Regions from separate parts of the Mus musculus genome. Here all the other regions are linked to region 4. A link is a contact called in public HiChIP or PLAC-seq and promoter capture Hi-C data. All regions are on one chromosome and are shown on one strand. The core of a region is the stretch at or near the end of the contact, and the rest is flanking DNA. Distances in the headings are between cores, read along the strand shown.

Region 1 (4,680 bases), core at 36-2,535, 550 kb after region 4:
CTGGACTGGTGGTCCTGGGTTCTACAAGAGAGCAGGCTGAGCAAGCCAGGGGAAGCAAACCAGTAAGCAGCACTCTTCTGTGGTGTCTACATCCACTCCTGATGTCAGGATCCCGTCCTGTTTCAGTTCCTGTCCTGACTTCCTTTGGTAATGAACAGAAATGTGGAAGTGTGAACTGAATAAACCCTTTTTTCCCCAAGTTGGTCGTGGTGTTTTGAAATCCTGATTAAGACAATCCCCAACCTCCTATACTCACTAAGTGCTCCTGCATCTTTTCCGCGGTGTTGGGAAGGGGGCAGCTGGGAGGAGCAGGCTAATTGGGGCAGCTGAGAGTGAAGAGGCCCCTGGAGCTGGTCCATCTCCCCTTCAGGCAGACCCAGTTCAGAGGTGAGAAGTCAGAGCCGGGCTCCTGCCCTCCCTTAGGAGGGCTATTCTTGTGATTCGTTTGCTTTATTCTGGGGAGCAGATGATACTGTTCTCCCCATTCTAAAGAGGGAGGGAGAAACTGAGGTGCAGGGAGACAGAGTCTGCAGAGAGGTTTGTTCAAGGTTATATGCAAGCAAAACCAGTTGGTTCAAAGTTTGGCTTGGCTGCCTGTCCCTTTTCTTCCCTAGAGTGCCCTGTTTTGGGGCTAGCCTGGGAAGGTTAGAGGGCCAAGCCCCAGAGGCTGGGCTGAGGAGCCCCTCTTGGCAGTGTAGGAACGTAGATAACCCTACACATACTTCAAACTCAGACTGTCTCTCTTCCTATGGTCTCTTTCTATCCTCCCCCACCCAACACGAACCAAAAGCCCCTTCCGGCCCCTCAGGTGGGATGGGTGGCCCCCCTTCTTCAGCGTGCAGCATCACCAGTTGTCCTGACAGCTGGGCCAACCAAATTATATGCAGGGGACACAGTCACAGCCAACTCTCACACGGCCTGGCATTGGCTGGAATTTGCTAAGTTAGTCTTCTTTATCCCACCTCCTCTGGTGGTGGTGGTGGTGGTGGTGGTGGTGGTGGTGGTGGTGGTGATGGTGGTGAGGGCAGAACCAGGGAAACGCAGTAGGGTGAGACCTGTCTGAAACCGAAACTATGTGGCTTTGTGTAATTTGCTTGAGTGAAGTTGATCACAAAGCAATAGTCTCTGTAAAAACCAAACAAACAAAACCACCAGAACAGCCTCCCAAGCGTTGCCCAAGTTCCGTGAGTTGGAGGCGCCAAGTGGGTTACTAAATGGGGACTGCAAACCCGCCATAGGCAAAGCGGCAGCGCATGCGCTCTCTTTTACGCGCGTCGCAGTTTGTAAATTCTGTGAGCGAATCCTGCCCCAGCTTACCACTGCCCACATTCACAGCCACCGACATGGGAATCTCTTATCTGTGTCTTGTAACGTTGTCATCTGAGCGCTCTATAAGTGATGAAATGGTGGCCCGAAAAACCAATAACTCTGGAAAGAAAGATGCGACTTGACCCTATGAAGACGGCCCGCCCTAATTTCCTGCAGATCCTCAGTGAAATATTTAGTGACAATGTCGAGGGGAAAAAGAAATGGCAGTCTTACAGAAGAAAGATACCACTCCAGGGACCGGTTTATGCGGCCGCGGTTTTGCACAAGGTGCAGCTGCCCTGTGCCTGGAAGGTGGAGGGTGGAGGAGCGAGTTCTCAGGTCCTTTAGGACAGGCAATTAAATTTTTTATTTTTTATTTCTTCGTATGCCTCGTGTTTGTGTGTGCTTGTAGAGGCTATAAGAGGGTGTCGGATGCCCTGGAGCTGGAGTTCCAGATCGTCGTCGTGAGTAGCTCGACGGAAATGTTGAGGGCCGGATTTGGATCTTTTGCAAGAACAGCAAGCTTTCTTAACGGCTGGGCCATCTCTTCAGTCCCAGGCCAGACAATTTTATCTTTGTATGATGCTGGGTCTTAGAGTTTCATCAGTAAAATAGAGTCAGACTGGCTTGGCCCCTGCAGGGTTTTATGTAAAGACAGACACCGTATTTATTAAGTCGGCCCCAAGGGGTCTTCTGACATTAAGCTTATTTTTCTCAGGGGCTTGCAATTCAGACTTAGGTGAGATGATCATTGGGAGACAAGGTCCCACCTTCTCCACCACTTTCTACAGAGCCTCGGGGCTAGTGGTGGACCCATGTAGATAGAGGGGATGAAAAGATTACGCTTGGACACTAAAAAAAGCAGGTGTCATGGGCCCAGCGCCACTGGAGGGCAGCACCAGCACAGAGCTAAAGCCGCCGCCGGCTGGGCAGAGCGGGAGAGATTGCCTGGGCTTTGGGATCCACCAGATATCATGCGCGTCCTCGCCTTTCAGGGACGAGGACACTCAGGTCTTACTTCCATTAAAAGTGCGCCGTCCAGGAGAAGACTAAATCAACATACAAAACAAATTTCCCAAGCAATGTGACGGTTTCATGTCACAAGAAGTATCAGCAGAGAGGGTCAGGGAGGCCTTGTTGGGTGTATATGTGTACCTGTGCATGTGTGTGCATGTTAATTTGCACACATGTGTGCTTCTGTGTGTGTACCTGTGCTTATGTGTGTGTGCCTCTGTGTGTGTGTGTGTGTCGCTGCTGAAATGAGACCTGCATTAGGAAAGCAGCCAGTGATCTGAATATATAGACACTTGTAGATGTTAAGTGGGTTTGCACAGAAACTGGGGAGGAACTGAGGAAACAGAGGGATAGAGAAGCTACGTAATCTACTTGTGGCCACAGAGTCAGTAACTGAGGGATCGTCTGAAAAACCCGAAAACTCACTTTTCATAACTTTGGCTTCCCTTGTCTTTAAGCTCCAAACAGGATGGTGACTACAGATTTTCCCGACTCCCTGTTTCAGACCATAATTCGCTGTAAGAAATAGGGCAGGGATCACTGGGTGGGAGCTAGAACACTCGCCCTCCCCTCCGCAGCCGCGTTTTCTCTCTTTTGACAACCAAGTCCTGGCTCCGTTTTGAATAGCAATGCATTAGGGTCCGGGGACTACTAGAGTGGGAGCGCCGTCTTGTGGACAGTTGTGGAACCACAGGCTCAACTACAAAGGGTCTGGTGGGGCTGAGCCTGGAGGCTAGGGGATTGATTCTAAGGTGTCACCAGTGAGCATGCATGTGTGTGCCTTGTTTTCATTAACAGTACGGGTCAAAGTTCACTTAAATCCACATTCAGAAGTTGATTCTCCTTTCTATGCATCCAGATACCTGCAAACTTCTGTCTCCCAAAGGGGGTTAAACACGACTGTGCCATGGTCACCCAAGGACAGAGACCTGCGAAGTGTCCCCTGAGGGTGCAGATGGTCACTAAGACATGGAGCTGTCCACAGCAAACTCCGAATCCCCTTTCATACTGCCCTCTGGTCCAATTCACAGGCTGGCCATGACTTACTATCCCTGTCCCTCCCAGCTGAGGACACAGAGGCTCAGACAGGAGCCCCTGGAGACCCAGTGAGGCAACACACAGACTATTTTCCTAACAACTGAAGGCAGGGAGGACTTGTTTCTCTCTCTAAAAGGGGATGATATCAGTCAGGAAGGCATGGACAGCTGCCCAGCTCAGCCTGCTTGCCTTTGCCTTACTTTACCTGTTCTGCAGCCCCTCAGCAAGTGAGGGCTCTCAGCTGTAGGGTTCTCTCCTAAGAACAGTTTTTCTCCTAGGGAGATCAGCTGTCATCTCCCAGATGTGGGATGGTGGAATCATGGGAAGATCCAAAGCCGCTGGATGGGGCCGGCATTAATTTTGCAATCACCTCGCTGTGGTGCGCCTAATTGCCTGATAACTGTAATTGAGTCTTGGGGATCACATCAACGGTATTACAGGGAGCGTTTAGGGCCGTTAATGGGAAATGCAGCAATACTTGCCAGACTGTGAGCTCTTTCCTGGAGGCAGGGAGTTGGGGAGCGTAGGGTGGATGAAGGGCAATGGCTAGGCCGCCATGCACCGCATCCCACGTCCCAGCCCTGCCAGTCTACATGGCAGGTGGATTGCTATTTTGCAGATGCAAAAGTAGTGTTTGAAGGCTGAGAGACTCATCTGGTCTTTTTGTACCCAGTGGGGTCTTCATAGAAATGACTTCCAGGCTCTGCTTAGACCCACCAACATGGAACCTGTGCTTTCCCCAACTTTCTCAGCAGACGGACATGTGCCTTGAGAGCCACTGAGTGCCAGTCTAGGCAGTTCACGAATTTGTTGACTGACTGCCTACAAAGGCTCTGTTGCATTGATGATGGCTACGGTGCCCTGTGAGCCTCCCGACCTCTCTCTTGCCAAGGCACAACAGGGAGGGTAGGCACCCTGCATCAGCTGAGGGACCTAGTTCAAGGAAATTCTCTTGAGAAAGATAACATTGTCTGTGGACAAAGGCCCCTTCGGTCCTCCCTGCTGTCCTTGCAGTGGGAGATAGGCTTCCCCTCTGAGCCACCAAGGGCTCTGCCGTCTGTTCTGCTTCTGTCTATGGAAACTGTCCAGCAGTGACAAGCCAGTCAGACCCGAAGGAAGCACCATGCGTGATTTCCCCCTGACTGCCACTTTGAGGGGCGTTTGCCCCATTGGCCATGGCAGCTTCCCCTGGGAGGCTCAGGACGGAGAGTTCACTAAGGCCAGCTGAAGCTTGGAGTTCAGCATGACCCATGACCCACATATTTATGAGAGTGAAAAGAAAAATTGTAGTCAGTGACTGAGCTTTCAGAACTGCTTGTT
Region 2 (4,386 bases), core at 1,498-3,997, 880 kb before region 4:
GTTCTCAAACCATCTGTCTTTCCCATCTTTCCCCAACCACCACTACTCTTTTACTCTCAAGAGAACTGATCGGTCCCGTCATTCTTCATAATGAGAAACCCAAACAGGCTGAGATCTTCCATCCTTTCCCACCTCCTGTCCTGTATTCCCTGTGTGTGTGTGTGTGTGTGTGTGTGTGTGTGTGTGTGTGTGTGTGTGATATGAGCATGGCTAGGATAGAGGTCTAAATAGTATCTTCTTGCTTTTTGCTTCCTCTCACCCCCTGAGACAGGGTCTTTTACTGATTCTGGTGCCTTGTTTGGGCTAGACTGTATTGCACAAAAAGATCACCTTAAAACTCTCCCTGTCTTTGTCCAATAAAAGGCTCTTTCTCTAACATCAATAAACTGTATACAATAAGAACAATTATGAAAGCTATCAGGTAAGAATTACATTCATGCTGGGCAGTGGTGGCTCATGCCTTTAATCCCAGCACTTGGGAGGAAGAGGCAGGTGGATTTCGAGGCCAGCCTAGTCTACAGAGTGAGCTCCAGGACAGCCAGGGCTACAAAGAGAAACCCTGTCTGGAAAAACCAAAAAAACAAAAACAAAAATTACATTCATAATGTCCAGTCCATTTATATTTGGCAAACTTGAAGAAAGTAACCTTTCTTTATCTTATCTTGTTGAGTACAAAGTTCTGTACCTAATTCACTTTTATCATAACTTGCATGTATTAACCTAAAAACATCTTCTTAGACCTAAAAGCATTTTCTTAAACCGTTCACAACTTAAGCTTAATGTGAGACTGCAACTATGTAGTCTTCAATCCCATCAGAGACCCGAGAAAACAGGAAGTGCTGAGCAAGCAGCTTCCAAGACTACAGCAATGACAGAGACCGCTGGCTGCTGGCTGCTGGCTGCCTTGTTTTCACCCAAGGTTCCTCTGCAGTGGTGGGGTATCTATCTTCAGCCTACAGGCCACAATGTCTGACACACTTTTTTGTTTGTTTGTTTGTTTGTTTTTTGAGACAGGGTTTTCTGTATAGCCCTGGCTGTCCTGGATCTGACACACTTTTTTGTGAAGTGGGAATTATGAAGGACTGGCCTACCTTGTCTTGGAAACATTTGGCAGTTGACTTCCTCTGTGTCCCACTGTCCATGGTTTAGACAGCATGTTGTCAGCAATTGAAGCAAGGACAGTCTTTTGCCAGGTGGCTAGCTTTGCCACATATGAATCAAACTCCATATGGAGGGTCTTCAATGCCCATTATCTTTTTGAAATAATATTTAGGTAATGCCAGGAGCTGATGCATCTCAATTTCACAAAAAAAGCCTTGTTATTAAGACATCTTAAATGCCATATTCTATAGATCTCTGAAGTGTTTGAAGACCATCTATCGACATAGACTATGTTGAATAGGCAAGCATTGCTTGTTTATAGCTATTTACAACCTGTGTAACTTTGAAAACATCTTTAGACTAAATAAAGCTTATTTCTGTAATTAACTAAACTAGTATCTAACATGACCATAAATGTCATTATTTATGGGTAACTAATTACTAACTTGCCTTTCAGATTATCCTAAACAGTTTGTAATAGCAGCTTTCAGGGACTAGAACTTGGGCTGCAGAGATGGCTCAGTAGGTAAGACTGCTCTTCTGAAAGTCCCAAGCAACCACATGGTGACTCACAACCACCCATAATGAGATCTGACACCCTCTTCTGGTTCATTTGAAGATCGCTACAGTGTACTTATTTATAATAATAAATAAATCTGCCAGTCAGTGGTGGCCTTTAATTTCAGAACTTGAGAGGCAGAGGCAGAGGCAGAGGCAGGTGAATTTCTGAATTCAAGCCAGCCTCGTCTATAGAGTGAGTTCCAGGACAGCCAGGGCTACACAGAGAAACCCTGTCTCGAAAAATCAAAATAAATAAATAAAATTTTTTAAAGGACTAGAACTTTACAGCACATGAGTTGTGTAGATATAATACTTTAAACAAGAGTAGAAACATATATACAGTACATTGTAACAAAAATAACTTCCCTATGTGGACAGTTAGATCTGCATTAATATTAGTAGAAGCAATGGTTTATCTGGGTTTTGTTAGGCTATTTTTGTTTAAGACTCACAGTGTGACCAGAATAGCTAGAAATACACTATGTAGCACAGGGTGGCCTTAATATGCAGCAATCCTTCTGCTTCATCTTTGCAGTGGCTCAGTGTCTGTGATGACAGGCATGTGCCATCAAACCTAGCAGTTTCTTTTCAACCTTTCTCTTTCTTTCTTTCTCTTTCTTTCTCTCTCTCTCTCTCTCTCTCTCTCTCTCTCTCTCTCTCTCTCTCTCTCTCTCTCTCTCTCTCTCTCTCTCTCTCTCTCTCTCTCTCTCTCTCCCTCTCCCCCCCCCCTCTTCCTCCCTCCCTTTTGTTTTTGGTTTTTGAGACAAGAGTTTCTTTGTGTAGCCTTAGCTCTCCTGGACTCACTCTAGACCAGGCTAACCTTAAACTCAGAGATCCGCCTACCTCTGCCTCCAGAGTTCTGGGACTAAAGGCATGCGCCACCACACTGGACATTTTGCAAATCCGTGAATTCCAAGTTTACCTGGGTTCTTAGATTGCACCGGCACCTGTGCAAACTCCTTTTCAGTTATCCGCCAGGCTAAAAACTGCATTTCCCGAAAGACTCCGCGGCTTTCTCCTGCCTCCCGCCTCTTCCGGTTGTGCAGCAAGCCCCGCCCCGCCTGTACGCCGGCCAATAGCAGCCCAGCCCTCGCTCCCGCACAAACCGGAGCAACCGGCGAGCCACGGGGCGGGCCCTGTAGCCTCGGTTTGGTTCGTGGAGTCCCAGCGGCAGATTCGCTCGGAGACGCGGACAGAACCCGTTCTGTCGCGTCAGGAATCGCGGGTGAAGTTCTCCACGGGTGGAGAGAAGACGTTGAGAAAGGCTGCGCTGGGCTCCCTCAGGGGCTCGTGCGCACTCCCAGTTTCGGCCTCTTCATGCAGGAAATGAATCTGCTGCCGACGCCCGAGAGTCCAGTGACTCGGCAGGAGAAGATGGCGACCGTGTGGGATGAAGCTGAGGTGAGTGTTGGGAGACCTGAGGGGCGTCCCAAAGTTTGGGCTATAAGGTTAGACGTTCTTGGAGGCCGGGAAAGGAGGTGGCTGGAAGGCCAGGTCCGGTCTGGACTGGTTGCAGAGCTTCTTGGGTTGTCCCGACTTCATCCTGCTGTTGGGTTAAGGAAGCAGGCGCTGAGGGGGCTGTGGGACCGTGGGATGGCAGCTCTGAGTTACAGTAAATAAGTACTTCTTCTCTTATTTGAACAGCAAGATGGCATTGGGGAGGAGGTGCTCAAGATGTCCACGGAAGAGATTGTCCAGCGCACACGGCTGTTAGACAGCGAGATCAAGGTGGGCTCCTGGCTCCGGTGCAGGCAGCGGAGTTCTCAGATCTCCATTTTACAGATGAGGAACCCGAGGCTCAGAGAGGGATGAATTCACACTCAAACCCATGGAAAATACCTAGCCCTGTCCCACAGCCGCTTTGTCAGGAGGTTTTCCCACTGGCCTCTTGTCCTGACCTCTGCAGTTTGGACATGTACAGGCTGGGCCTTCAGAAAGCCTGAGATCTGGTTGGATGGGTCTCCCGGGTAACCTGGACCTCATCTATTAGAGGGCTGTAATGAATGCAGGCTGAATCAGGGTTGAACATTGGTTTTCTCTTATCCCAGATCATGAAGAGTGAAGTATTGCGAGTCACCCATGAACTCCAAGCCATGAAAGACAAAATCAAAGAGAACAGTGAGAAAATCAAAGTGAACAAAACCCTGCCGTACCTTGTCTCCAATGTCATCGAGGTGTGTGTCTGTGTGTGGGAAGAGGAGGAGGCAGGAGGCTTGGAGACATCTAGGGATGGGGCCCATAGGGTAGAGTGTAAAAAGCAATGTTTAAGTCTGCAAAGACCTTAGAAGTGTCACAGATTTCTGCCATTTTCTTCTTTTGTTCCTTCTTGGGGCAGATGAACTTTGCAAACAGAAGCAGCACCTCAACAAAGGTGTTGTCAACCCCCTAACACATCATCTATGTTTATTAAGCTTAAGGCTAGACTGAGGAGGGAAGGAAGGCCTGTGGCCTTGTGGGTTTAGGGAACTGTTTGAGCACACACAGTAGTGGATTTTGGGAAGGGAACTGAGCCTATTTTCTTTCTTAGTTGCTGGACGTTGACCCCAATGACCAGGAGGAGGATGGTGCCAACATTGACCTGGACTCTCAGAGGAAGGGCAAGTGTGCGGTGATCAAAACTTCTACCCGACAGGTAAGGTTGGCTCAGTCACAGTTGGGCAGGGGGCAGCATGGGGGAGTTTCCGTGTAGCTACGACTGCCTGTAACTCTTCCTACAGACATACT
Region 3 (4,752 bases), core at 1,099-3,598, 990 kb before region 4:
CCAAGTTGACTGAGATTGGTGTCTAAGTGATTTGTGCAGTGATTCCCAGACCCCAACACACCCTTTGCCTATAAAATTTCATTTCTCACTTTGTGCGAGTTAGGATAAATGTTGTTAAGCTCATGGTTCCAAAGACCCAATGTAACCCCTTATATACTGACCAAGAGTTATGACATCAAAGGTTTCATGCGTTACAAGGAAGAGGAAGAAATGTTGGGGGCCATAGCTACAGAGATTCCATCTTGTATATAGTCTCCATTTCATACTAAGCTAAATTCCCAGGAACAGCTCAAATGTTCTGGATAAATCCAAGCCACTGTATCCTGCTCCAAACATCACTGGCTGGCCTCAATCCAGGCCAAGCTATCAAGTAAACCACCCGAGACACTTATTATGCAGGAAGCCACCTAAAATACCAGGTGTGAAAAACCCAATGTATTCGTGAATCTGGTTGGATGCCCCCTACCCCACGTAGTCTGTGGAGTTTTGTCTTTAAAAGTTGTTCTGGGGCTGAAGAGATGGCTCAGCAGTTAAGAGCACTGACTGCTCTTCCAGAGATCCAGAGGTCCTGAGTTCAATTCCCAGCAACCACTGTAATGGGATGCCCTCTTCTGGTGTATCTGAAGACAGCTAGAATATATATAATCTTTTAAAAAGAAAAGAAAAAAGTACAGGAGCAAAAAGTTGTTCTGTTCTGCCCCTGACTGACATAGTTTTGGATCCTGAACCCCGCCGTCTCCCTGATATATCAGCCTTTGAATAAAGTTGAATAAAGAAACATTTTGCTGGCTCAAAACTTGGTTTTCATAGTGGATTATTCCCAAATTCTCAGACCCTAACAACGCAAACATTATTTTCATCATTATCCCTCCAATGAAATAAATTCTCTGCAGTAACCCTAACGACTCTTAGAAATCTTCCATTACCAGCAGGACTAATTTTTTCTCCTAACAGTTATTTTTTTTGCCAAGAGTCTTATTCAAGAACTAGTTAAAAATACCAGTGTTCCATCTTTCATAACCACTCTAATTTTTCCTAACGTATCCATCTATATGCAACTAATTCAAGTTACATCTCTAACTCCATTCCCATCAATCAACAACAAGAAGGTAGAAAACCAATTTGAAAATTGGAACGAACAGGCCGGGTGTGGCGATACACGCCTTTAATCCCAGCATTTAGGGGAGGCAGAGGCAGGCGGATCACCAAGTGAGTTTGAGGTCAGTCTCAGTAACAAGAGGGAGTTCTAAGACAGCCAGAGCTACACAGAGAAACTCTCAAAAAAACAAAACAAACAAAAAAAAAAAAAAACAAAAAACAACCAAAGCTTTACAGTACAATTTAGGTAATTTGATAATGAACAACCTAGGGGCTAATTGTTTTGATCTACATGATTGTTTGTGCCTCTAGCACAGGGGAAAACTCTTGGCTGCTGCTTGGGGCAGGGGTGGGGGCTGCCTTAGTGAGTGTGGTAGGGTAGGGTAGGGTATAACCGGCATTTGTGGATATATATTTTGCTTTAGGAAGCTAAGTGATAAAGAGAAATAATTGCCAACTCATGAGTAATTTGTAAATTGATGGAGCCCTGACCTCCCAGAACTAAGTTTTCTCAATCTGCATTTCATTGTCTCACATTTCACTGACTTTGTGTAATAAACAACACACTTAATGCGTGAATCCAGCTAGATGCAGGTTAGGAATACCGAATCCTAAAAGGGGGTGCTGGATTCGTAAAAAGTGTTTTAATTGTTATTTTTTTTCCCAAGAAGAGTAGGTTTGGACTGGGTAGTCTCTTAATAGAATACTTAAGAGCTTTCTGGTGCCGCAGGGATTTTTGCCAGATTGCGCATGCATGCAGTTGAACATCTCTGTACAGGCACTTCCCTAACTCTGAAAGCTTGCAACACACATTCCATCAGAAGGAAGGCCTGGATACAGTTGTCTGTATGCTGATGTGCAAAAAGAAAGGGTGTGCCCTGCGTCCAGTGTTAGCCAAGCACCCATCATTCATTCATTCATTCATTCATTCATTCATTCATTCATTCATTCATTCGATATTTATTATGTGTATTTTTCATTGCCAAGCTGCGTTGCTTGCCCGCCAGAGGTGCAGCTAGTGCGGTGCGCAGAGGCAAGAACTTCAGATTCCCAGGCCGGGGTCTTCCCTCCAGTGCAGCTCTGAGACAAAGAGATGCACCCCTACAGCTCCCAGGGCTGAGGGCTCCGCCCGCGGCCCCCAGGGTTTCAGAGCGACTGCTCCTTCACTCCCCGGCCGGAGGGGGCGCTGCAGCGCCGGCCCTCCGCCCGCCCCTGCGCGGCGCTCGGCTCGGCTCGGCGCTGGCGGGCGGCGCCGCGGTGGTACGTTCCCCTTCGCCGCCCGCCCCCTCCGCGGCGGCCCTCCCCGCCGGTGGTAGGTGCCGGAAGTGCCGCCATTTTGGGGTGTTCTGCTCTGGCGGCAGCGGCAGCGGCAGAGGCGGCGGCGGCGGCGGGACGCGGAGGCTCCCCCGGGATTCGGCCTCAGCAGCGAGGCAGCGGCGGCTGCGGAGGAGCAAGGCAGCAGCTGAGGCAGCGGCGGGCTCAGGTGCAGCCGCTGGTGAGTGCGGCGGCCGCAGGATAACGGGCCGCGGGATGAAGGGAGGGAAAGAGAGGGAGGCTGGAGGGAGGCGCCGCGGGGCGGGTCAGGTTCGGGCGGCTACGGGTCACAGGGCCCTCCGGGTGCGGTCGCTCCCGCTTCCCCGCACCCCGGGGACCAGGCCGCGGACTGCTCGGGACTCGGGGGCCCATTCGCGTCCGCCCGGCGCGTGCCCCTGCTCCCAGGGAGACCCGCCCTCCTCGTGGCCTGGCCCCGGCTCCCTTGCCCTTTGCCTCCACTCTCCCGGCCCCGAGGGCTTGCTTCCTGCACCGCACCCGAGTCCTCCTCTCCGGGTCCGCTGGGCGAGATCGCGGCTGTCTACCCGAGACGCCGCTTCCCTGACCCTGTCGCCCCACGTGTTCTTCGTGCCCACCCCCGGGGGTGTCCTAGATTCCCGCCCCTAGAAGGCAGCGCTCCTCTCGATCCTCCGGAGCTCTTGCAGTTCTCGCCCTGGGGCCGCTTTGGCTCGCCCTACCCCCCACATCAGGTGCTCGCTCGCCCAGTCAAGGCCTAGTAGCAGGGCTCGAATCTCGCACCCAGGAGCGGGGACGGCTCTGGAGGGTGCCTTCTTCGCTAGGTCCCAGGCTTTGGATTTAAAGTCGGTAGTGGTGTCTCGGTTGTGGTGGTTCTGACAGGATGTTGTTTTAATTTTCTCCGACCATTGCATATGCTTTTTAAGGAGCTTCTCATTGGTTTAGAGACTGATTCCGGGGAGAAAGTGTGAGATTTTGGTCAGAGCTTGGTTTAGCACAACAGAATCTCTTTCTGGTGCTCAGAGTTAATGCTGTATATAAAAGCTGTTGAACAGTTTTAAAGAGCATAGACTCTGTTGATAATGTCTGCATTGTTAGGAGGTTACAAACACCCTTTGCACACACTTAAAAGGAACTTAACCTTTAAAAGATCTCTTCTCTGTCTTCTAGTCTCTGAGTTGAAGAGGTTTGAATTGCACTTTTTCACTTTTTCCAGTTTGTTTCTTTTTAGATCCTTAGAATGACGGTGTCTTCAGATGGAATTGCTTAGAGTTCTTTTTGGTTTTGGCATTAACAAGTGTACTTGGAAAATCATGGAGGTTAGAATGGACCAACTGCAACGGCACTGATTTTTTTTTTCTCTCTATACTAGTTTTTATATTAGTAGTTTTATTGCCTGAGAGTGTGGTTTCTGATCATGACCTAGGGAGGATTGAAAGCCATGCTTATGGTAAAGCAAAGCTGGGATTTGCAGCTGTTACTTTAGCTGGCAAGCTTATGAGTTCTCTTGGTTTCTTCTTCTCCACCACCTGTTTCTCTTAAGAATGGCTCTTGGCTCCAGAGCCTACGTCTCCATCCTCTCATTCATTCTTACCCTTTGGGTTTTCTTTTCCCAAGGATCCATTAGCAAGAGGGGCTGTTACAGTTGAAAGGGTTGCTTTTTTTTTTTTCTTCAGTGCTTTGGCTTTCTCACAAAGGAAAGTGACTTATTTGCCCAAGGTTATTATAGCAAGTGCTTTTAAAACATCTCCCACCAAAGGTTTGCTTGCTTTGCCTTTGTAAAAAAAAATTCACAACACTATCACACTATCATGAGCAATGATGCAGATTTAAGATGTGATGGAATGGCAAGGGCTCTGGGCTTGAAGTTAGAAAATCTACACAATTTTCAAATCTTTTTGCAGTAGGTTACTAGTTGGTCAAGTCATTCTTTTATTATGATCCTTGTTTTAATCTCCACAATCCTCTAGAAATTGGTGTCCATTAGTGTTAGTTAACCAATGATTGTACCTGTGGGCTGCTGGGCAGATAGTGAAAATTGGAGCCAGAATGACTTATGTTCTAAAGATGTCTGCATACTTTTCTTGTTACAGAAGTTGCAGATTCATTATAAAACATACTGGTAATTCAAATGGGAAAAAAATCTTACCTTTCGGAGATTGTTGTTAAAATGGGTGTGTATGTGTACAACTTTACCCTGTGGGCCCCTCCAACCCCCCCAAGACAGGGTCTTCCTATGAAGTCCTCACTGGCCTACATCCCAAGTGCTGGGATTACGGTGTATACTGCCGCATCTTTCCAACTTTGTCTTCATCACTTTAGCCTTCTTTTGTCAGTGTGTGTTCTTTTGTGTTACTGGGAATGCAG
Region 4 (4,296 bases), core at 625-3,124:
CTGACAGGAAGACAAAAGGCACTGGTGGGTTATATCTTGGGCCTGTGGGAGAGGAGGGCTCCGTTCAGGCTCCAGGCGAGGCCGGAGGCTCTCTGGCCTCCTGACTTAGTCCTTTCCTTTTCCTTTCTTGGCTGGAAAACAATAACGGAGATGCATTAGTGCGGTGGGTGACCTAGCTCGGACTCACCAGACAACGCAGACATGTCCATCAAGGAGAGAAAATCCTGCCCCCTAGTGGTGACTGACCAGTTCACCTGGAAGTGGTGGGAAAGGGCAGCCATGTGATATGAAACCTTTCTTTATTCGTTCAACTTTTTAACCCTCGCGCCCCCCCCCCCCCTTTAAAGACAGACTCTCAAGTCTCTCAGTCTGTAACCTTGAACTCAAGGCAGTGTTACTGCCTCAGTCCTGAAGTGCCGCTTTTTACAGGCACGAGCTACCAAGCCTGACTTTCAACTTTCTATTTTCATCTAGGATCAGAGTACTCCAAGTTCCTCACCGGGGAAATGGGCAGAGTCACCTCTGCCCTGCTGGCCTCAATAGCTGTTGGGAGTCAGGTAGCAGCATGTACCTTTGGGACAGCCTTTCCATAGTTTTAAGCGCAGAGTTAACTCCTCCCTGATCCCACCCCACCTTCCTCAGTTGACAAAGACAAGCCTTTCCCAGGAACCCAGGTCGGATGATCCAACAGAAAGAGTAGTTCCTACTTGGGCAGAGGGTTTAGCATCTCCTGAGAGTGGCCCTCAAGTGCCTGCCCATTCCTAACTTTAAGACTGCTCTGCAGAGACAGAGCATGGAGTAGCCTGGCCCACAACCCCACCATATTCGCTGACCTTTGGTCTTTGACTTGGTCTTGGAGGTGCAGGGCTTAGTCACGCGGATGGTCTCCTGGCACTGGGCATTGTACCGCGCCTTCTTCAGGGTCCCTTGGCGGGCTTTGGTGCCAGTGCTCCCATCACACGCCCCCCAGCTCTCAAACTTGTATTTGCAGTCGGCTGATGGGAGAGTGGCCCCACGGTGAGAGACAGGAGGGTTGTGGATGTCCTCCCTGCCTCCGGTTTATAAGGACATACCCTCTGGCTTCCCGCCCTCCTCCCGCGCGCCACCTCACCTCCAAATTCCTTCTTCCAGTTGCAGGGCACCTTGCAATGGACGCGCTGGGTCTGGGCCCCACAGGTACCCTCGCGGAAGCCCATGCCGCAGTCCTTGCTGCTGGGGGTGCAGGGCCCCCAGGTCCACTCCGAACACTCGCTGCCCTTCTTCACCTTCTCTACAGGGCGCAAGGAACAAAGTTAAGGACATGGCGTGCCGGACCAGCACTTGGTCACACGGCCTGCCTCACCTGCCCACCCCAGCTTTTACTCCTGAGCCCATCCTATCCCATCACCTTTTTTTTTGGCCACCGCGGACGTGACCACCAAGAGGGCAAGAAGGGCGAGAAGGAAGAAGCCTCGGTGCTGCATCCTAGGGGTAAAACCTGGGTTAGAGTTTCTCGCCTAGTCTCTTCTCCGCTAGGAACCGCGGGAAGGACCTCCCACCCTTGACTGACTTGTCCCACTTTCCAGGCCCAAAACGTCGGACCGACAAGGGGGAGACGGAGGGAGGACTTGGAACCGATGTCTCAGCGTACCCCCACCCCCACCTCAGCCCCCTTGGTGGCAGAGCAGCCGCCTGAAGGGACTGGGGCCACAGCCACTGCGTGCGCTCACTCGCTCACTGCTCGATGCTTCGCTCCCTCCCGCTCCGGCCTGTCCCGCTAAGGCCGCTAAGGCCCCTTTTGTCTCCAGAACCGGTCTGAGCCGGTCACATGGGCCCCCGCCCCTCCCCCCATCCCGTGGAAGGACCCGCCCCCTCCCCCCAAACCCGCACCTCCCCAGACCCCCCTAGTCCCCGCCTCCACTCCCGCCCCTCGCCGAGCCGGGACTCCCGCGTCTGTGCCTCTCACCTCTGATCTCTGGGTCTCTGGTCCTGGAGTTCGGTTTTACCAGTGCGCTTCTGGCTCAGGTCCCCTCGTAGCAGGCCCAGCTCTCTATCCCCTCCCCTTCCCCTGGTCTAGGCCTGTCTATACTTTTCCCTCTCGCAGCCTGTCAGCTCTCAGGTCACCACTTCGCTTGCCCACCGCGGGCCCCGGGAGTATGTCCTGGTGTCACAGGCTCGGGGCGGCCACCGCACCCGCGAACCTTCCCTTCGAGGCCCGGCTCACCTCCGGCTTGGTTTTTTTTTTTTTTTTTTTTTTTTAATCAGTTCACTCAGAGTGCAAGAAGGGTCTCTGATGTGGCAGGGAGCTGGGTACCTGGGACCTCAGATGGCTCCGGGTGAGCAAGGCTCGAGAGCCTTTTTCTAGTGCAGGTTTGGGGGAGGAGGAGGAGGGAAGGGCGTTGGGGGGGATGGGGAAGCACATAGAAATGAGTTTGGTAAATCTTGTCGCTGACAAGAGCTGTCTGAGAAGTTCCAGACCGGGCTTCCCCCGGAGGTGATAACCGCCCACCCCTGACCCTGGGGCCTCAGGCTCACCTCAAGCAGATCCCCCCCCCCCCCCCCAGTACAAGCCAGGGGGAGGGGACTGCTCCAGGGCACAGGGCCAAAAGACCAAAGAACCCAAGCCTGGCCCCCGCCCCACCTCTTTTACTTTCATTGTTATCATCCCTGCAGGAGCGGGAAAATCAGCTCCGCCCCAGGCGCTGTGAGCCTAAGGCCCTAGGCAGAGGTCAGGATCGGGGCAGACCCATCTCCCGAAGTGATCTGAGATGTTGGTGGCCATTTCCCCGACCCCAAGGATTACCCAGCACACACCATTGCTCATGTGAGTCCCCCACAACAAGAAAAAAAGAAAACAAGAAAGGAAAAAAAATTCACTTTACTGAGTCACACCCAGCTGTAAACAAGTCACCGTGGGAGCCCCACCCCCCACCCCAGGCCATACAGTCCGAAATGAAATGGCTGGATACATGAGGAGGAAGACCAGGGTAGGTGCCAAGCAGGGCAGCGGGCAAGTGAATACAGCAGGCTCTTGAGTTTCTGGGATGCCCAGGGTGGGTGGATCAGAGAGGAGGGTTAGGTACCCAGAACCCTCCAGAGAGCCCAAAGGATCAGGTGGCTTTTGAAAGTCCTGCTGAGTGCAGGCCTCCCTGACATCGATGCTGAGCTCTGTCCAGCCCTTCCATCTGCTGTGGTGAGCTGGAGGCTGCCCTGAAGGGAGGGAACCAGCCAGCCCAGCCTGTTTCCTGTTCCCCATGAAACCAGGGACAGGTGAGAGTCCAGCTCCTTAGAGTCCAGCCCTAGATCTGAACAGCTTCTCAGGGGGTGGCACGGGGCTCCTTCCCTGTGGCAGGGTCCCCCCATAGCCATCTGACAGGAATGTGGCAGTGAGATGGGCAAGGAGAGTCCTCTGGTAGTGTCCCTTGTTGATCCATGGTCCCCTTAACTACACAGCTGTCTCCTGGTCCTCACGCTGGATCATCTGGTAATGCTGTCTGTTCTCCAGGTAGGCAGCGAGCTCTGTGTCTTGAGCCTTCTCAGCGCGCTGCCGGGGAGTGTCGCCCTGGAAAAGGGTGGAAGGGCCCCCAAGGCCTTAGGAAAGGGCAGGGGTTCTTCTACGGAGCCAGAGGGGGAGGGTATCCTCAGAGGTCACAAGCTTTCCCCCTGCTGGCTCAGGTTTCTCAGGGCCTGGACTGTGTTGGCTCAGAAGAGCTTGAAATTCCCTAGCCCTGCCCCCAAGTCTGGGAAAGGGTGAGTTTGTGCTCTGCCAGGCAACTCACCTGCAGATCTGTCTTCATGAGGGAGGCCCCGGCTTCCACAATGTAGTGGCAGATGGTGCGCTGACCCAGGGCGGCTGCCTGGTGTAGACAGGTCTCCCCACTGGGGAACAGGGGCTGGTTGTAGACACTTGCAGTTCTCTAGGCCTGCCCAGCAGTCTCCCAACAGCCATTAGAAAGGGCAGGAGTTTGGCAAGAGGGGGAAGGGTGCTCAGTGCTAGCCACAAAGGGTTCTTGGGCTCTGGGTGACCAAATGGTTAGACCTGAAGGAAGGTGGTTTTCTGGTGAACCAGGGGCCTGTGTCTCAGATACTCACTTCTCCTCCACAGCATCAAGGATCTCTGGAGGTGCTGCAGATAAAAGGAAAGGGGATGCTAAGAGCCTGGCTCCCCCTTTCTCCCTCCCAGCCCCAGCAACGCAGCTTACCATGATCCAGCAGATAGCGGACCACTTCCTTACTGCCAGTGCTGACCGCGTGGTGCAAGAGCGTGCGGCTCTTCTGGTCACGGTGCATGAGGTCACCTCCTGCTCGGTGTAGCTC
Region 5 (4,287 bases), core at 19-2,518, 530 kb after region 4:
TACTGAGTCACAGTAAGGAAGTTATTTGTTCTCTACAGGTCTCTCCCTATGACTGGTGGTGCAAAAGACCTGGGACAGATAATGAGTAATGTGGTATTGATCTTTACGATTCCTGCTCCCCACGCCCCCAGTCCCACTCACCAATGATGACGCCGCAGGTGAGCAGGGCATAGAAGGAAGTGGTCTGTTTGAGCAGCAGGTAGGAGAGAAGAACGTTGAACACGGTGGTGAGCGAGCGTCCCACGTTGTAGAAGGGCACCCCTACGTACTTGAGGCAGAGGTTATTGAAGGTTATCATGCCGATAAAGACCACTGACAGCGGCAGCACACTTCGGGCCACCTTGAGGTCCAGGTTTAGGGTGGGGAAGTCTACCATGCCGGGGCAGCAGGTGGCCAGAGTGCTGAGGCCCTTGCACAGCAGTGAGGTCACCAGGCATTGGTAGAAGGTGACAAAAATGGGGGTATCCAGCTGCAGGGAGGGGCTGTCCAGCAGGTACTTGTTGAGGAATACCATGGAAATGGAGGTGACCCAGTAGAGAGAGACCACCAGCGCGATCTGCAGAGCCCGGAGCAGAAATGGCTTGTTCCCGCTCTCTGACTCCTCGGAGACAGCAGAGACTCCAGTCAGCGCCATGCGCAGGATCCTGGACCGCTTCAGAGGCGCCCTGTTCATGGTGGCAGAAGAGCTGGGTCACCTTACGGCCAGAAGCAGTCCCTGGACTACAGGGCTTCAAGCAGCTAGGGTCTGTGGCTGCAGCCTTCAACTGTCACATGGGATGACCTATCGGTCCCCTCCTTCTTGGATGAAGTTCTGCTTCCGGATTTGCCGAGGTGCACCGCTCCTCATCTTGCTCGCTCCCGGGGCGGGGGAGGGAGGTGGTGTCACGAAACAAGACCCAGGGAAGGGAGAAGGGGCCTAACTAAGGATGTGGGCTTTGACAGCCATGGCCAGTTTGAGGACAGGGGACACGTGAGTCGCAGGGAGAAAGGAAGCGAGAGAGCGAAGGAAGGACGGAGCGGAGGAGGAAATAACTGGACGCGGACCGCGTGGGAAGCATGGGCTGCGGGAACCCCCGGAAGCACCCGCAGAGCCGAAAGGAGGGCGTGCTGCAGGGAGATCACCGAGGCTCAGGAAGGCGTCTCGAGGGACACGGACAGGGGCCTGACCGGAGCAAGGCCCTGCGGTTGCCACGAGCCGAATTCAAGTTCCGGCTCAGCGACGCGGGTCCCGGGCCACTTACCGAGCAGGGCGGGCCCTGCGCGCATTTCCTGACACGCCTACGAGCCGCCTTAAAGGGCCAGCTCGCAGGCCGTTGCCACTTCCCGCGGCCGTCAAGAGCTCCCCGGCAAGTCTGCACCTATGCCCACAGACCTGCCCTCTTCTTCCGGGAGTCCCCGGAGATCAGGGAAGGGTTTGCAAGTGCTATAGCCTCTCCCATTTTCTGGAAGGTTCTGTCATTCTCCCCTCCACCCGCACTATCTTTTCCCCTGATATCTTCAGATCGACCAGACTCGGTCAGGTGCATCTTCACCATCTACCCAGAAAATGGAATACCACCTTTCTGCTTAGGGAGACCCCCCCCCTCCCTCCGCCCAGCCCTTGCGCCCGGCTCCCCACCGTTGCACCTCCCTCGTCCCTCGAGCTCAGGCCACTCGGGAAGACCTTGTTGCAGTCCTCTCCTTTTTTCCTACCCCTATTTTCACCGCTTCCAGACCTAGTCAGGACATGAAGTCCCGGAGATCCAAGCAGCACTTCCAGAGGCGAGAAGCCATGTCACCTCCTCCAGATAAAGTCCATTCTGGATGCCCAGACCAAAGCCTCTGAGCTTCTCAATGCTGTATCCCCTTCCCGGGGCCCTTTCCCTTCCAGAACGTACCGTCCGTCCACCCGACTGGGCTCTGGTGTCCTGGCTGATGCAGGGACCTGGTGCTCACCCTCGGCGGTGCCCTCGGGTGCACCTGCAGCACCACCCTCGGCTGAACTTGCAACGCTGCCCAAGCCGCGCCCCCAGTACGACTTCCTGCCACGTCGGGCTTTGGGCAAGGTGGGGCGATTACCCACGGGAGCCCATCAAGAAAGCCTCTTTCCTTTATCTAAGGTCAACGCCATCTCCCACCCTCCACCCCAGCTAGCCTGGGACTCCTCCATTCTGTTACTGTCGTTTGGCGCATCCCTTGACAAGATGCATCTTTGGCCCTATGGGTCCAAGCTGGTGCTTCCAGAAGGGCGTGGTTGGGAGAACTGCGGATGCCGCCACTCCCCTACGAGAGTACCCTTCTCAGTCCCGGGAACCAGGCTTGAGTGGGCCATTAGCTCCAGGTCTTTTACACCTGGGCATCTGGAAGGGCTGACTTTTCTCTGGTTTCTCCCTAGCACCATTGTTGGACAGGCAAGTTTGCCCTAGGTTGAGCTGGTTTTATTATGGAAATGGCTAACACAGTGGGTTCCAGACTTATTGCTTATGTGGTTGGTTATAAAGATGTCTCGCTTAAAGTATTTCAATTACTATTTTATTAGTAGGGCCTGATGGTAAAGGGCTTGTAATCCCAATTGAGATAGGAAGATCAAAAGCTCAGCCGCGCAGTGGTGGCACACGCCTTTAATCCCAGCACTTGGGAGGCAGAGGCAGGCAGGCGGATTTCTGAGTTTGAGGCCAGCCTGGTCTACAGAGTGAGTTCCAGGACAGCCAGAGCTACACAGAGAAACCCTGTCTCGAAACACCAAAACCAAACCAAAACAAAAAATGTTCAAGGCCTGTCTGAGTTACAGGATAAAATTCAAGGCCAGCCTGGGCAATTTAGTGAGACTTGTTTCAAAAAGGGGGGCTTGGGCACACATACCTAGACATGAATAAAGGGTTGGAGATCAAGCTCAGTGTTATATAGCTCAGTGTTAGAGTGCTTGCCTGGGATGCACAAGGTCCTGGGTTCAATTCCCAGGACAGCAAGGGAAGAGGGGTGGGGAATCAGTACTGATTTGTCAAAATATAAAATTGAAACACATTTAGCTATAGATTTGCTGGTTTTAATGGACAGCTCCACTTCTAGGGGAGACAGTGATTGTCTCTTTCAGAGAACATGGGGGGAGAGCACCTCCTGTGTGCCTGACCAGGGGCTGCATGTGAGGTAGCTAAGCAAAGGTATTAGAGTGTTTTTGAGATCACTGTTGTTAGTATTCCGTCTAAGCTCCACCCCACAGTTACCTGGCAATAGCCAGGTAGGCCTGGCACACTATAAAAGGGGCTGCTTGCCCCCTCCTCCCTCTCTTGCCTCTTGCTCTCTTGCTCCCTCTCATTCCCTATTTCCTTCTCCCTCTCTCCACGCCATAATGGCCGGCCTGTACTTCTCTACTCTCTCCCTCTCTCTGCCTCTACTACCCTCTTAACTCCCTTCCCCATGTCCTGAATAAACTCTATTCTATACTGTACTATTGTGTGGCTGGTCCCTCAGGGGGAAGGGATGCCTTGACACGGGCCTGGCAAGGCACCTCTGTTCCCCATACTTAACCACACCCCATAGAACATAGTCTTATATCTCTCTATCTTTTTATAAATGCATCAACTGTCTTATCCACAGCATTCTGTCCTTCCGGAGAGGCTTTTAAGTTACTCTGGGGGGCCTGCCGCTGGAAGAGGGAGCCCTCACAGACAACATTGCTCAAAGGACTTCCTACGCTCAGGTTGCACGGAAGTTAGACTCCAGACATAATTTATCAGCCATCTTACCAATCTCATTTGGAGCATTTTCCAGAAAGGAGTTCTTACAGTTGGCTTAGACAATTGTGTTGAAATTCCTGGGTGTCAGCCAGGGGGAGACCAAACCAGGAGACTAAGGGGCCTCTGTCCCTGCTCATCAGTGTCCTCTCACTGTCCTCTCTCAGGAGCTCACATCCAAGCATCAGAACCACAACAGGGGATTGAACAATAGGAAGACGTTGGTTAAACAGACCAGGTGTGTGTGTGTGTGTGTGTGTGTGTGTGTGTGTGTGTGTGTGCAAGCTGGCGTTGGTCTTTAAGAGAAACTGGTCTGTTTTGAGATTATTCCTCGAGATTGCCGTTTGACTGTGCAGCATTCGGCCCAGTTGACACTGTGGTTGTTTCATTCGTGGTGAGTGCCAAGTCAGTGAGCTCAACCTGGAAATTCCAGTGTGAAGATAGAGGCAGGGGGGGCCATGGCTATCATGCCAGTGTGGGGAGTTTTAGGTAGGAGGATAGTTAGTTTTAAGCCAGCCTGGTCTACATAGTGAGAACCTGTCTCAAAACCAAAGCAATGGGGTTAGAAAGGTGG

What was found. Promoter capture Hi-C pulls out the DNA fragments that hold promoters and counts their contacts. HiChIP or PLAC-seq counts read pairs in DNA pulled down with a chosen protein or histone mark. Capture Hi-C pulls out chosen DNA fragments and counts their contacts.
Region 1: a contact with region 4 is called in an H3K27ac HiChIP or PLAC-seq map of microglia, with 5 times the contacts expected there. The contact joins the enhancer-like site here to the promoter of Mdk in region 4. A contact is called at or near these places in 2 of 39 promoter capture datasets (pre-B cells and stem cell-derived epiblast-like cells), 1 of 484 Hi-C or Micro-C datasets (CD4 T cells), 2 of 115 datasets of contacts at active chromatin or transcription factors (embryonic stem cells and microglia) and 1 of 9 other capture datasets (liver).
Region 2: a promoter capture Hi-C map of liver shows a contact between it and region 4, with 2.2 times the contacts expected there. The contact joins the promoter of Psmc3 here to the promoter of Mdk in region 4. A contact is called at or near these places in 3 of 39 promoter capture datasets (cranial neural crest and liver).
Region 3: a promoter capture Hi-C map of liver shows a contact between it and region 4. The contact joins the promoter of Celf1 here to the promoter of Mdk in region 4.
Region 5: a promoter capture Hi-C map of liver shows a contact between it and region 4. The contact joins the promoter of Slc35c1 here to the promoter of Mdk in region 4. A contact is called at or near these places in 1 of 39 promoter capture datasets (the C10 cell line), 1 of 484 Hi-C or Micro-C datasets (uterus), 6 of 115 datasets of contacts at active chromatin or transcription factors (embryonic stem cells, large pre-B cells and neural tube) and 1 of 9 other capture datasets (liver).

Annotation. Positions count from the first base shown.
Region 1 is chr2:92,483,611-92,488,290 of GRCm38.p6, forward strand. No RefSeq gene overlaps it. Among named protein-coding and RNA genes, the nearest start is that of Slc35c1, 26 kb to the left of the region's middle. Within about 2 kb of position 1,286, at least 75 of the 459 cell types and tissues checked have an H3K27ac peak or open chromatin away from gene starts, as enhancers often do. A contact at or near this core is called in microglia, where this site is marked.
Region 2 is chr2:91,051,269-91,055,654 of GRCm38.p6, forward strand. Psmc3 (proteasome (prosome, macropain) 26S subunit, ATPase 3) reads left to right here and starts at 2,748. Exons shown (of 12, transcript NM_008948.2): 1 at 2,748-3,063; 2 at 3,307-3,390; 3 at 3,711-3,836; 4 at 4,190-4,294; 5 at 4,380-4,386. The coding sequence starts at 2,980. It also overlaps Gm13778.
Region 3 is chr2:90,938,049-90,942,800 of GRCm38.p6, forward strand. Celf1 (CUGBP, Elav-like family member 1) reads left to right here and starts at 2,349. Exons shown (of 14, transcript NM_198683.2): 1 at 2,349-2,593.
Region 4 is chr2:91,929,985-91,934,280 of GRCm38.p6, forward strand. It overlaps Mdk (midkine), which reads right to left and starts at 1,875. Exons shown (of 5, transcript NM_001012336.2): 1 at 1,710-1,875; 2 at 1,388-1,464; 3 at 1,112-1,270; 4 at 834-995; 5 at 1-131. The coding sequence starts at 1,463. The coding sequence ends at 106. It overlaps Dgkz (diacylglycerol kinase zeta), which reads right to left. Exons shown (of 32, transcript NM_001166597.1): 29 at 4,182-4,296; 30 at 4,072-4,105; 31 at 3,759-3,858; 32 at 2,843-3,541. The coding sequence ends at 3,425. Gm39876 (a long non-coding RNA gene) reads left to right here and starts at 2,233. Exons shown (of 2, transcript XR_866530.3): 1 at 2,233-2,315; 2 at 2,653-4,296.
Region 5 is chr2:92,458,526-92,462,812 of GRCm38.p6, forward strand. It overlaps Slc35c1 (solute carrier family 35, member C1), which reads right to left and starts at 1,269. Exons shown (of 2, transcript NM_211358.2): 1 at 142-1,269. The coding sequence starts at 673.